3 separate regions of the Zea mays genome follow, and all the other regions are linked to region 1. The links are chromatin contacts, called in public Hi-C maps. All regions are on one chromosome and are shown on one strand. The core of a region is the stretch at or near the end of the contact, and the rest is flanking DNA. Distances in the headings are between cores, read along the strand shown.

The links. Hi-C and Micro-C count contacts between places; a contact is called where the count stands out from the background.
Region 2: a contact with region 1 is called in a Hi-C map of endosperm, with 2.9 times the contacts expected there. The contact joins the promoter of LOC103653701 here to the promoter of LOC103653698 in region 1. A contact is called at or near these places in 3 of 25 Hi-C or Micro-C datasets (bundle sheath, endosperm and tassel).
Region 3: a contact with region 1 is called in a Hi-C map of tassel, with 3 times the contacts expected there. The contact joins the promoter of LOC100273702 here to the promoter of LOC103653698 in region 1. A contact is called at or near these places in 2 of 25 Hi-C or Micro-C datasets (endosperm and tassel).

What each region holds. Positions count from the first base shown.
Region 1 is chr4:134,537,597-134,541,976 of Zm-B73-REFERENCE-NAM-5.0, reverse strand. It overlaps LOC103653698 (protein trichome birefringence-like 33), which reads right to left and starts at 2,842. Exons shown (of 1, transcript XM_020552170.2): 1 at 1,604-2,842. The coding sequence starts at 2,815. The coding sequence ends at 2,258.
Region 2 is chr4:134,804,399-134,808,615 of Zm-B73-REFERENCE-NAM-5.0, reverse strand. It overlaps LOC103653701 (ARM-repeat/Tetratricopeptide repeat (TPR)-like protein), which reads left to right and starts at 2,243. Exons shown (of 4, transcript XM_008680532.3): 1 at 2,243-2,722; 2 at 4,000-4,217. The coding sequence starts at 4,063.
Region 3 is chr4:135,003,397-135,007,703 of Zm-B73-REFERENCE-NAM-5.0, reverse strand. It overlaps LOC100273702 (putative protein kinase superfamily protein), which reads right to left and starts at 2,425. Exons shown (of 8, transcript NM_001360295.1): 1 at 2,082-2,425; 2 at 1,833-1,962.

The DNA.
Region 1 (4,380 bases), core at 1,593-4,092:
CCTTTTGCTCCAGCTTTCCTACAAGCATCGATGCGTCCGCGTAAGCCTCTTCCTCCTACAATTGGTGATGGTGGTCGTACCACGGAAGTCGCAGCTGGTTGAGGCGGGTAGTTGTTGAAGGCGTAGGACGCGTGGTCGTGGACGGTGTCGGGGTTGAAGCACCTCCCTCCCTGCTGAATCGTCAATGGAAAACCAGGTTTCCCGAAGATCACAAACAGAGATTAAGATCACAAACACAGATCAGAGACGTGGTCGATAGATATACATATTTCCTCAAATCACATCATAGGTCTTCTAACTTCCATTGATGAATCGAGCACGAATATTAAAAACACGCCTACTTCGCATCCAAAATAGGGAGCACACCTATGAATCAAGACTCGAGCTCACCAAGTCGAGCCTGATATTGGTCATTCTTGTACTCCGACGAGAGCTCGTAGCACTCCTGCACCTGCGCACGCAAATAGATGCCATCTGATTAGTAGGAACACACGGCTTAATAACCAACAATTTGTTTCAGCTTATTAAAAACATAGACAACTGCATTTTCTAGTTTTCTTATTTTGAAATGCATTTTAATTTTATTTCCCCTATTTTTGTTTCTAATCATGGATGCTACCTGCTGCTCCAACCAATACAATGTTCTCAAGCTGAAAAGGAGTTTAGGTGTTCTGAAGATGCAGCAGCTACCAGACTTCACTGCAGAAGGGCTTCACTTGTCTGAGATTTCTACATAGTGTCGAGTTTGTGCCTAGATGATGTTTTAATTTCATTAGCAATACACCATATTATGTGTGACATTTCACAGCATACCATTCTAAATATATAAGCTCGGTACAGGCAGAAAAAATTTTAGTACACCTAGTTGCCTCAGAATTTTGAAGTGTGAATGAACCGCGACCATGAAATGTAGCGCTTAGTAACTTATAGAGTCATAATATAGCAGTATATATTAGAGGTAATAGTTGCACATCCAATAAACCCAAATAACTCAATAACAATAAGTATGTCACATAATTTTCTACATGAAGAATGAAGCATTAACACTTTTGTCCCTATATCTTATCTTCTGGTTGTTGTCAAACTAAACTTCAATAAAGCAGTTCATCAGCATCCAAATTCTAGGTTGAAGAAATGACGTAAAGTTGTAAACAAGTCAAAAAAGATCAAATCCAACTTTGGAGAAAGAAAGCAAAAGAACTTGCATATAGACAGGGAAGTTAATATTGAAACAAATAGGTGCTGATCTATGTGAGTTACTTCACTGCATATCAACAAGATAACTCATGGATACAAAACTGAATGTCGCTTCCTGTTTCTAAGTCGCAGAAGGTTAAATCAGCGTAAAGACAAGAGCAGTACCAGCATATTCTTTTGCAGCTTCTCCTGATAGCACCACTAAAAGCTTGCATGGCTCCTTTATATCCTCTGCTTGCATAGCTCCTGATAGCACCAACTGAATGCCCTGCTTGTGTTTGCAACAATGGCAGGAGGTTAGAGGCTATTTGGACTGTTTCGGCAGTAATGTATAAAGATAAAAATCTTGTATAAGTATTAGAAGCCGGTATACCAAAAACAATGGTCGGCTTCTGGCTGAGCTGCTTGCTTTTGATCCAGACCTAGCAGGAGTATATGTAGAGAACAGCAACAAACAAACAGAAATAGTGGTTGCAGAGTAATTATGGTACTTTCAATTGAAGTCACAGGCCTCACATGACCTGATGAACACGATACAGTACTCAACCGCTTTTATAGATCATAGCAGTAGTGATGATTCACAGTTTCTCTCCCTCCCTCCCAAGAACAGAGGACAGGGAACCCAAATCTGCCCAGATTCCTCCCGTTCCCCCGGCCGCGGACAACTGAAAATTTTGTTCTTTCGCAGGAACAAAACAAAGGAAAAAAATTCGACGGAAAAAGGGAGGCGTTTCTCTCTCTCTCTTTTTTCACTCTCTGCTCCGAGGCGCCGGAAAACCGCTAAAACACCTGGAGCCGGCCCTCGGACGGATCGACGAACGCGGGGGAAATAGAAATCTTCTGGAGGGGAAAAGGGAAAACTTTTTGGAGCCGGACGGAGAGAGTCCCTCCTCTTGGTTCGATGTTGATCAGCTTGCGAGCGGCAGCAGGGACGCCAGCCTGGTCACCACCTTCCGCTTGGCCTGCGGGCTCAGCTTGCTAGCCGCCCCGAGCTCTTCCGCCCGCCACGACGACGGCGTCGGCGACACCACGACCGTGACCTTCTTGTCAATCAATCGAATCACACAACTGGCCAACTGAGCATGGAAGATGCGATCTGGAGGAGAAGGAAGACGTACGTGGGGAGGGAGCACTCGTTGGGCTGCCATCTCCAGTACTGCCGCATGTCGTCGGGGCGGCCGTTGGGGAGGCAGGAGACCTGCTTGGTGAGGAAGGTGCAGTCTTTCTCCCGGTACGCCGGAACGGAGACGTTGTCGAAGACCCATTTGCTGCGAGAGAGGTCGCAGGTGAGCGGGGGCAGCGCGAGGGGCGGCAGGCCGGAGACGTTGTAGAGGTCGGCGTCCGGGTAGAGGTAGTCGTCGATGGAGAGCTCGACGATGGTGCGGGCGTCCTCACCGTACATGACGAGCGCGAGGAGGAAGAAGGCGGCGGCTAGCGTGGTGACCGGGGAGCGACGCGCCGAGGCGAGGAGGGAGCGCGCGGAGGCTGCGAGCGCATCGAGGAGGCCCCGGGGGCGGGGCCTAGGGCGAGACGACGACTTGGGGGCCGACGAGGTGGTTGTAGCAGTGGTGGGGAGCGCGGGGTCGGAGGTGGAGGTGGGCGGCGGTGGCTTGGCCATGGCTGCGGCTGGAGACTGCTGCTGGGGAAGGGGCTGGCTGGGTGCGGGAGGCTGTTGCGGGTGCGGGCAGGGAGCGAGGGTTTCGCGGCGTCCGCTGCGCGCGGGCGTGTAGAGGACGGCTGGTCGTGCGGTGCGGGAGACAGTTGTGCGTGGGGTAGAGAGCGGGGGCAGTCTACACTGCCCCCTTAATAGTTAGTACAGATATCCCTATTAATTCTGGATTGTGTATGCTAATATTCACAAGTGCATGGGTTGTTTGGAGAAATAAAGGACCTAATGATCTTTGTATACAGATGGACTGCGGGTTTGTTTTCAAATTTCAGGAGGGCTCTTTTAAAAAAATAGCCATGACAAAGGGGTATCGGCATAACTGAGCCTCCCGATCAGAAATAGAGGGCTGAGATTTAAAAAGCCGAAAGGGGTATCCGCGACATAATCCCTGTCGTCCACTACTCGATCAACGACCAGATCATTATGAGACGAAGGGGTACGCTTGATTAAATCATGGCCACCTATCTGTGAGTCGACGGTTCTGATCTATCAGGTTGAAGCGGTACCTGCGATCTAATCGTAGACGTTCACTCGGAATCGGACGGTAGCGAGATCGTCGTCCCCGCGGCCCTCCATAGTCGCGGCGGCGCGACCCAATACCCGACGGCGCCATGGCCGGGGCAACCCACACGCGCATTCTAGTGCCCGACTACCGTGCGGATAGGTGCTAACTGAAGAGGAGATCGAGGAGATCTTGATAAGGCGCATCTTACCGAGGATTAGGGCGCCGACCAGGCTGTCCACGCACCATGGCGAAACTGCGGCAGTGTTCAAACCCGGTGAGTAATTGCTAGCGGTCCGGAGCATAATCCGCCCAGGTGACACCCCGGTTGTGACCTCCAAGGTTCGGTGAAGCACCCGAACCCAACGCCCAGACCTCGGTGTTGGTACGCTTGCAAGGCCACCACGACAGCAATCTCTCTCCCTCTCTCTACTATTCTTTTTTTCCACGGGCGCGCTTGGTCTTTATAGCCCGGAGGCCGAGCCGCAGATCTAGGTGACAGTAGAAGCGAGAATCAGTTTCAACGCAAGCCTGGAGAAGACCGACGAAGCGGATCTCGACCATGCCAGCATGCGGATGGCGGAAATTAGTTGGGGAAGAAGAAGGCCCCTGTCAGGGCGGGCCCACTATGCCAGAGACAGACGGCGCGTACAAAGCGACTGGCGGCGGGAGTGAGGCTGCGGCCACAGGCCCACCTGGCGGTCAGTGGGAAGGAGGCGCATAGGGTCAAGGATGCAGGGCGCGGTGGGCTGGTGAGGTGAGTGGGCCGGAAGCATGAAATTCGGCCCAAAGCGCGAGGAGTTCATTTTTCTTTATTCCTTTTCAGATTTCATTTTCTATTTTTATTTTCCATTCCAAATTCGACTTTGTAATTCAAACTTAGGGTCAAAGTTATCATGCACAATAAAAATATCCACCATGATGCAAAGTTTTCTTTTACTTCTTTATTTATTACTTACTTTAATAAATGCCTCTAAGTATAGTGTTGATGAAAGGAGTATTCACTCAAATA
Region 2 (4,217 bases), core at 994-3,493, 270 kb before region 1:
AGTTTCCGTCTCGCCCGAGGCCCCCCTTTTAACGGCGGCCACATCTCCGGCTCGCCCGAGGCTTTGCCTTCGCTAAGAAGCAACCCTGACTAAATCGCCGCGCCGACCGACCGAATCGCAGGAGCATTTAACGCAAAGGTGGCCTGACACCTTTATCCTGACGCGCGCCCCCCGGCAGAGCCGAAGTGACCGCCGTCACTTCGCCGCTCCACTGGCCGGTCTGACAGAAGGACAGCGTCGCCTGCGCCACTCCGACTGCAGTGCCACTTGACAGAGTGAGGCTGACAGGCAGTCAGGCCTTGCCAAAGGCGCCATAGGAAACTCCGCTCCGCCCGACCCAGGGCTCGGACTCGGGCTAGGCCCCGGAAGACGGCGAACTCCGCTCCGCCCGACCCAGGGCTCGGACTCGGGCCAGGCCCCGGAAGACGGCGAACTCCGCTCCGCCCGACCCAGGGCTCGGACTCGGGCTAGGCCCCGGAAGACGGTGAACTCCGCTCCGCCCGACCCAGGGCTCGGACTCGGGCTAGGCCCCAGAAGACGACGAACTCCGCTTCGCCCGACCCAGGGCTCGGACTCGGGCTCAGCCCCAGAAGATGACGAACTCTGCTTCGCCCGACCCTAGGGCTCGGACTCCGCCCTGGCCTCTGCCGAACGACTTCCGCCTCGCCCGACCTAGGGGCTCGGACTCGGCCTCGGCCGTGGAAGACAGACTCGACCTCGGCTTCGGAGGAGCCTCCACGTCGCCCGACCAAGGGCACAGGCCCGCCACGTCAACAGGAAGCGCCATCATCACCCTACCCCGAGCCGACTCGGGCCGCAGAGAACAAGACCGGTGTCCCATCCGGCTAGCTCCGCCAGATAGGCAATGATGGCGCCCCGCTAGCCCTGTGACGACGGCGGCTCTCAGCTCCCTTACGGAAGCAGGGGGACGTCAGCAAGGACCCAACCGCTCCGACAGCTGTCCCTCCGCCAGGCTCCGTTGCTCCTCCGACAGCCACGACATCACGCCAGCAGGGTGCCAAGATCTCTCCGGCTGCCACATTGGCATGTACCTAGGGCGCTAGCTCTTCCTCCGCTAGACACGTAGCACTCTGCTACACCCCCATTGTACACCTGGATCCTCTCCTTACGCCTATAAAAGGAAAGACCAGGGCCTTCTTAGAGAAGGTTGGCCGCGCGGGGACGAGGACGGGACATGCGCTCTCTTGGGGCCGCTCGCTTCCCTCACCCGCGTGGACGCTTGTAACCCCCTACTGCAAGCGCACCCGACCTGGGCGCGGGACGAACACGAAGGCCGCGGGATTTCCACCTCTCTCACGCCCGTCTCCGGCCACCTCGCTTCCCCCCTTCGCGCTCGCCCACGCGCTCGACCCATCTGGGCTGGGGCACGCGGCACTCACTCGTCGGCTTAGGGACCCCCCGGTCTCGAAACGCCGACAATTAAGATTAGTAGAGTTCACCAGATAGTATTTACCTGCACAAACATAAATATGAACTTCAATACATATGCCACAAATTAATAACGAATGATACAAAAGTACAAGATAGTTATACCTTCTTCCACACCAAGTGTCAACTGTACAACGTGCACACACTGGGATCTGCTTCCTAATTAACAACATTTACATTAGTGTGTATGAGCACCACAACAGAAAGCCTAACTGCTAAGCAGAGGAATGGATATTCGAGTCAAACACTGAGAATCTGAGGCGGCTGCAAGGAGACGCGGCCCGATGACCGATTCCGCAGTATCGTTGTAAGCGCGATTCTCACAAAAGCGCGGTCAACAGAAGCTGACCCAGAAGCGGTGCGTTTGACATCCAAAAGCTGCTTCTAGCCACCAAAATCAGCCCAAAAGCTGAACCAAACACTGCCTTAATTGGTGGGTTTTGCAAAAAAAAGAAAATAATTGATGGATTATATAATGATGTAGAAAAGAAAGTCATTATACGATGAGTTTTAGATTTGTTTCCAATAATAAATTTATGAAGGGCCTACTTGTAAAATAACTTTTCAAAAGTAACTAAAATATGTATTTTTCGCCTAGGGCGGGCCCTTGGCCGTGTCGGGCGCCATGATTTGGTTTGACGGGATGGGGGCTCATGACTCATGGATGGACCCTGCTGCCGGCCTGCCGCTGCTTCGCGGTCCCGGCGGCGGCTCTACGCGGGTCCAACGCTCGCACGGGAGCAGCGTGAGCGTGACGGGAAGGGGCTGGCCTGGGGGACCGTGGACACCGGTGATGGGTTGGGTTGGGTGGGTGGGTGGCGAGGCCCGCCCGTCGCTCGTCACATGGCCGGACCCGACGCATCGGCCCCGTGGACCGCGCGCGCCGCGGCTCGATCCTAGCCGTAAATGGACGTGGGCCCCCGACCTGGGAGTCCGTCCGACGCCACCATCGGCCATCGCGCCCTCCCCAAATCGCCTCGTCCGCCCAATTATGCTCCTCAAACCGCACGCGCGCGCGCGACTCACCGCCGTTGTCGTCGTCGTGTTCGCGGAGATCCGCGGGGCTCGCCCATCCCCCTCCTCCCTGCTCTCCTCCCCAGCACCCACGGCCCGCTGCTGCCCCTCCGCGCGCCCCCTCGCCAAACCCTAGCTTGGCCATCTCCCCCCACTGCCCCGGCGCCACCACCTGCCCTGCCCTGCGCGTGGCCGGCGGCGCCGACCGCCGCCATTGTCTTACGGAGGCGTCCGAGTCCCGACGCGTTGGAATGCGCTGGTAAGGTGCCATTTCTCTGTGCGGAGTTCAGATTGGTAGCTGAGGTTCATGTCGCCGCCGGGATTTTCAAATCTCCAGCTTGAAACCCCTCTCCAGCTACCAGATTATTAGGAACTCCTTTCCGTAGCTGCAAGTTCCAGCCACTCGCTCAAAGCTTTTGAAATTCAAGCTGCGAGTTCAAGTTTCCGGACGATAGTAAAAATTTTGAGCTGATAATTCACTCCTCAGCTCATACTTTTGATCTATTCTAACTCTAGATGCAATTTGAAAGTGGGGGATGGCCAATGAGAGGTTTAGAGTGATGGTGTCTACCACTTGACTTCGAAGTCGGTGCATCCCTTTCCTGAGTGTTGAATTCACTTTCCCATTTTTCATGTCCCTGAAACCAACAAAACATAGCAAATTGATTAAATTTCTCACCTTCTGTTTAGGTTACGTTACTCTGTACAGAAGACTTTATTCTGAAAATTTCTACTTCTTATTTGGGAACTTAAACCAATGTTCATACAGCAGATAAACTGCACACAAATTAGAGTCCATCTATTCACTAGTATCATCACTGAAGATGGTCTAAATAGAGGACCGGGTGTCCGGGTGGCGTGAGAGGCGTTGTCCCTCCACCAGGTGGGGGGGGTCAAGGTTTCTCACCCATGTGTGTGTGTTGGGGGGGGGGGGGGAGCCTGCTGCCTTGGGCCGGTACGACCCGCGAGTGATTGGAGAGGGGGTTTGGGATTTTCTCGGTCGGGACCTGTGTTAAGGTCTCTTCTTCAGCCCGTGGAGGGGTTGAGTGTGCCTTGAGTGCCGGCCCTGGGCTAAAACCGGGAGGGCGGTCTATCCCTCCCCGGCCGAGTTTTTTTTTATGTTCTAAATAATTTAATTAATTATACATCGCGTTATCGTCTCTCGTGATATATACATAGTACTTTTTTTGAAGTTTCAACACTCTAGTGCTTTCCTAATTTTGCTGAAGTTGCTTGTTGTGCTCCAGATCTGCTTGCCGATGGTTGCCAAGTTATCAGATGATTGTAGGAAGAATACACTTTGTCAAATGGCATAGTTGTTTGCTTTCTGTTGTATTTAGTTTCCTACGCTGTTCGTCTGCTTGGTTTTGCGGCAGCTGCTGCTACAACGGTTTATGGTGCAAGGCACTAATTACTGTAGCTGCAGTGAAAATTGCAGCTGGCAGCGCTGCTAGAACAGGCAGCCGAACAGTAGTCCTTTAACTTGTTCACTGGAGAATTTTGTGTATAATTTGCTCATGGTTTGTTCTGATACAGACTGAAGTGTGATCATTGAGGTTCTGGTTAAAGAAACTTCTAGTATCGATTGGCTTCCCTCCCATGGACAAGATACAATCTGATTGCCCTTATCCTGGATGTTTCTTTTGTGTCATGAAGGAGGCGAACCCTAGTAAACGAAGAGCAAGTGTGTTAAAGTACTTTAGGGAACTTCCTTCCCAAGACGATGATGGTCAAGTTCTCCCTATTAGTGGTCT
Region 3 (4,307 bases), core at 1,176-3,675, 470 kb before region 1:
GGATGCATCAGACCACAGAAGTTACAAAAAAACACCCATCGCTACAAAGATAGGCATACGACCTAAAGACTTATAGCCAATACATCTCCAAAAGATAAAACCTATAATGATAATAACAGCAATAATAATAGTAATAGTAGTAGTAATAATAATCTTCAACGTGCTCAGTCTGTAGTCAAACTTTAGCAGTTTTTTCATGGTGTTTCCTCCACAAGAACAAATCTCACAATAAAATGGGTGAAAGCAGAATCTAAACTTGAGCCAAATCCAACATAGGTGAAGAACAACTCCAGATGCTGACTGAGCTCTGACCACAAAGCGGAAAAAAACCAACATCACACCACCCCCACAAAAGGCACTACAAATCTAACAAAGACACTGACCGTGATTGGAGACACCACATACTCAGAACCTGGCAACAGCATGTCCCCAAGGTGCAAGACAACCACTTTTGAACAACGGCAAATGTCACACCTCTATCACCTTATGAGGAACCTCCTAATGTGAGGTCTCCAAGGAGAGAGACATCTGAAGACTCCATCGCCGCGCGACCGGATATACCAGTACTAGGTTTTCACTCAGATGAATCCACAACGAGAAGTGAGTAAAGGCCTCAACAGCGCGTCCAGAGACAGTGGCGCCGACAGGTGGGGTATACACCAGCATCATACATGGCACCCACATTGCTATGCCGTTCGACCGTCATTGAAGCACCAAAGGTAGATGCCCAACACCGGAACTGGACTGTAGGGCCACCATACCGCAGATTGGGTCACAACCACCCCACCCCCAATGTTAACATCCAACCAGGAGATCAAGGTCGCCTACTCGCCTTCACCTGAGATCGTCATCAGTCGCACGAAACAGGAAGGAGATAAGAGGCAAGTGGATACAGTGAAGAAGTGTGTGAACATCCTTTTAGACGCCACAAAGGGTCGCTATTGCCATACGCCAACTGGTGACCAGGGAAAGACACCGATCTAGATTTGTTAGGGGCAGTGGCGGAAGTACCTCCTGCGCTGTGTGTTTCTCCTTGTAGAAGTTATTTGGGGGTGTTCATAATACATCGGTACGTTTGGATATTTCCAAAAGGTAGAATTCAGCAAATATATGGGGTTTTTCTAGGTTGAACATTATTACCTGTGCCCAAGTAATGGTGTGTACATGAGGCCCAGGTATACCTTTATAGTTTGAAGCAGCGATTGAATACCATCCAAAAATAGCATTTGTCGAATACACAATAGCTTAGTACACGTTAACAAAACCTAGCAGGAAATGGCTGTGTGCTAGAAGGTCCTTTGTATTTGACAAAATCTACTCTGGAAGCATTCACAAGTTCAGTAGAAAAGACACAGCACATCAACGGAAATGAATGCAACAGAATGATCATGCACATTAGACTAAATTCCACATCAGGCTACCATGATAGTACCTCTGACCACCTAGAGAAGAACTAGAATGTTACTCGAGCAGAAGTAAAAAAAAAAGAATGAAGTACTAGAAGCCTAATAAATTCCATAAACACTGCAAATGCAAGGGTACCTAAACTTAACCAGTGGGTGGCCTGAACGCGGTCCAGCAAAACTACAGCAATTTTTTTCATGTCAACCAACTATCACGAAAAAAAAACAGCGCACGCCATTGCATCACGACCCGGTATTACTCATGATGGTGATAGACATGCTTGGCCCGCGCGATCCTTCCAGAAGGGCCACCTTTTTATGCGCGGCTTCTACAATAAGCACGCAGCTTAATTTAGGACGCATACCCAGTATACATTCAATACTTCTTTGCAAAGAGGAGACGGAAAATCGAGGTTGTAGGCACAGTACGTGTAAACTACACTTGTAATTGGATCAGATCAGATCCGAATATAAATAGCTTGGGTTTGGGTGCTCCGTCTCGCACAGCAGGAACAGAAGACTAGAGCTCGTCGCCCGCGAGGGTCTCAAAGATGGAGGCCTGGGGACCAGTGGCGGAGTCAGGATTTAACGGCTGGCTATGCTATATACGCGATGCAAAAATAAAATAAAATAAAATCTCAAGTCTTACTCTGAAGAAATGGATCTGGCTGTGCTCACCTTGCTTCAACCTTCAGTACGGAGCTCGAGCTGGGACTGGGAGAGCCGGAGCGAGGCCGAGGGGGAGGGGAGGACCGCCGGCGGCTGCTGCTGCTCTGCTACTTGCCGCCGATGGGCACCAGCCGCTGCGGCTGGACGCAGGTCACGCAGCCGCGCAGGGGCGTAGGGCTGAGGGGGAGAGGGGAAGAGCCGGAGTAGGAGGAGCGAGGGGGAGGCTGCCGTGCCGCTGCGCCACGCCGCCGCCGCTCCGCGGTCCCCAGACGATGCGAGCAAGAGACGAGACAGTAGCAGTAGCGAGGGTCGAGGAAGGCACGCGCGTGATGCCGTGATGCGGCATGATGGGGTTTCTACTCTGCCTCGGTGGGCAGTGGGCTGCTACTAATTTGTGGCCATATTTACAACGTCTGTGAGAAACCGCTAAATACCCGCGATGTAAAATAATGGCATAATACAAAACAAGTATTGCTCATCACGACGATTACGTGCGTCTGTAAGGCTTTGTTTGATTACTGTGTTGAGGTGATTACGGTGTAAATTACTTTAAGTTACACCATAATTTACCTCAATACATGTGGATTAGGGTTAATAATAGAGTATCTAAACTAGGTCTAAAGTGACACTCTTAAACAAAAATAACTACGACAACATATATAGTGGCTAAAGTAAAATCTTGTAATTCACGTGCAATCTCATTTTTCTCGGACTATTTTATAAAATAATTGTACATTTCCGTCGAATATGGCTTCGTTCTATAGTAGATCAGATGGACAAACTTTGGTAGTTTTGGGCTGAAACTTTTGATTCTTCCATGTAGCCTTAATTTCGACTGCCACCGGATATGCATGTAGGATTATGGGAAAACCAGGAACTAATGTTGGGGCGGAAGCTGAACTTGACCTCGATCTATCTAATCCGACTACAAAAAAATATTTTTTACACATGAGCATCAGACGAAGGGTACTTCAGTTTCGACACATAGCAGTCTTCACACGACTTCTCACAAGGGAGTTAAGCAGAGGGCCCCAGTCACCCCCTTCCCCCAAGGCATTTCACCGACGGTGATGCCCGGACCAAGCGAAGGCAAGGACGTGACTTCGCTGAACCACGGAGGCTCTGCCTCCGACGCTGACTTCGCTGAACCAAGGGTGCGACACGCAGGTGGAGACTTGAGACTTCATGAGACTACGAAGAAGCCGAGGACTCCGCCCCCCCCCCCCCCCCCCCCCCCGGTTGTCATCTAGGCCCACTTGTAAGCCCCCTTGCGGGTAGATTTTGTAGTACGACCGGATTACGGTACTCCACCCATTGTAATGACTCGTTGAGAGAAATATTCTGGGAATATAGCAGGTAACTAGGGGTGTAACAGTACTTAGGGACCCATTACCCCTCCTGGTCACCTATAAATACCCTACCCTATACAGATGGGGCAAGCATAACAAAGCTCTACAGTTCTTTGCTTGTTGTCTCATTGTGCACCTGATCCCACTTGTCTCCTGAGTGTTGGACCCACCTAACCACGTGTCAGGACAGTTCCAACAACTAGCAACATTTCATTCCTATCTATAGGGACGGAGCCCTAAAAAGTTTTAGAAGAGGTTGAACTAAATCGATATAGTATATGAGACCTCTTCTACATTATATTTGTACGTTTTAAATTGTAGGAGAGGCTTTAGTAGGGTTCCATAGACTCGGGAACGATAGGGTGGCTTGAGCCCCGTCCGCCCCACTGCTTCCTCCGTCACTACTTATTTGTAAATAGAAGGATGGTCTATTTCTACTTGCATAGCAGATCTCTTTGCATGTATACTATATGTGGCTCATAAAGCCCCAATTTCTGCCTGGCTATTTTCAAATCAAACATAGAATAGACGGATCAAAGTGCAACAGACACTACCCAAGTCACTCAAAAGAGGGTTCGGATCGAATCCGCACACACAGAGGCCCAAAATCGAAACCGTAATCTAAATCTCGAACCCCAAACTGCAAGAACACGATCCGAGAAGGGAAGACCGGAGAACATATTTGGGCCATGGCCGTCGGAGGCGACGACCATCATCGTCACGTACCTTGAAACCGCCCCAACGGAAGCCCCGACAGCGGCGCGCTCAGCCTAAGGGGGAGCACGCACGCTGGCAGAGAGCCCCAGGGGAGCGCCATCATAGGTGGGACTTCCACCTCGTCGGTGCTGGGAAGAATGTAGTAGAACCTTCCAAATTATATGGCTCA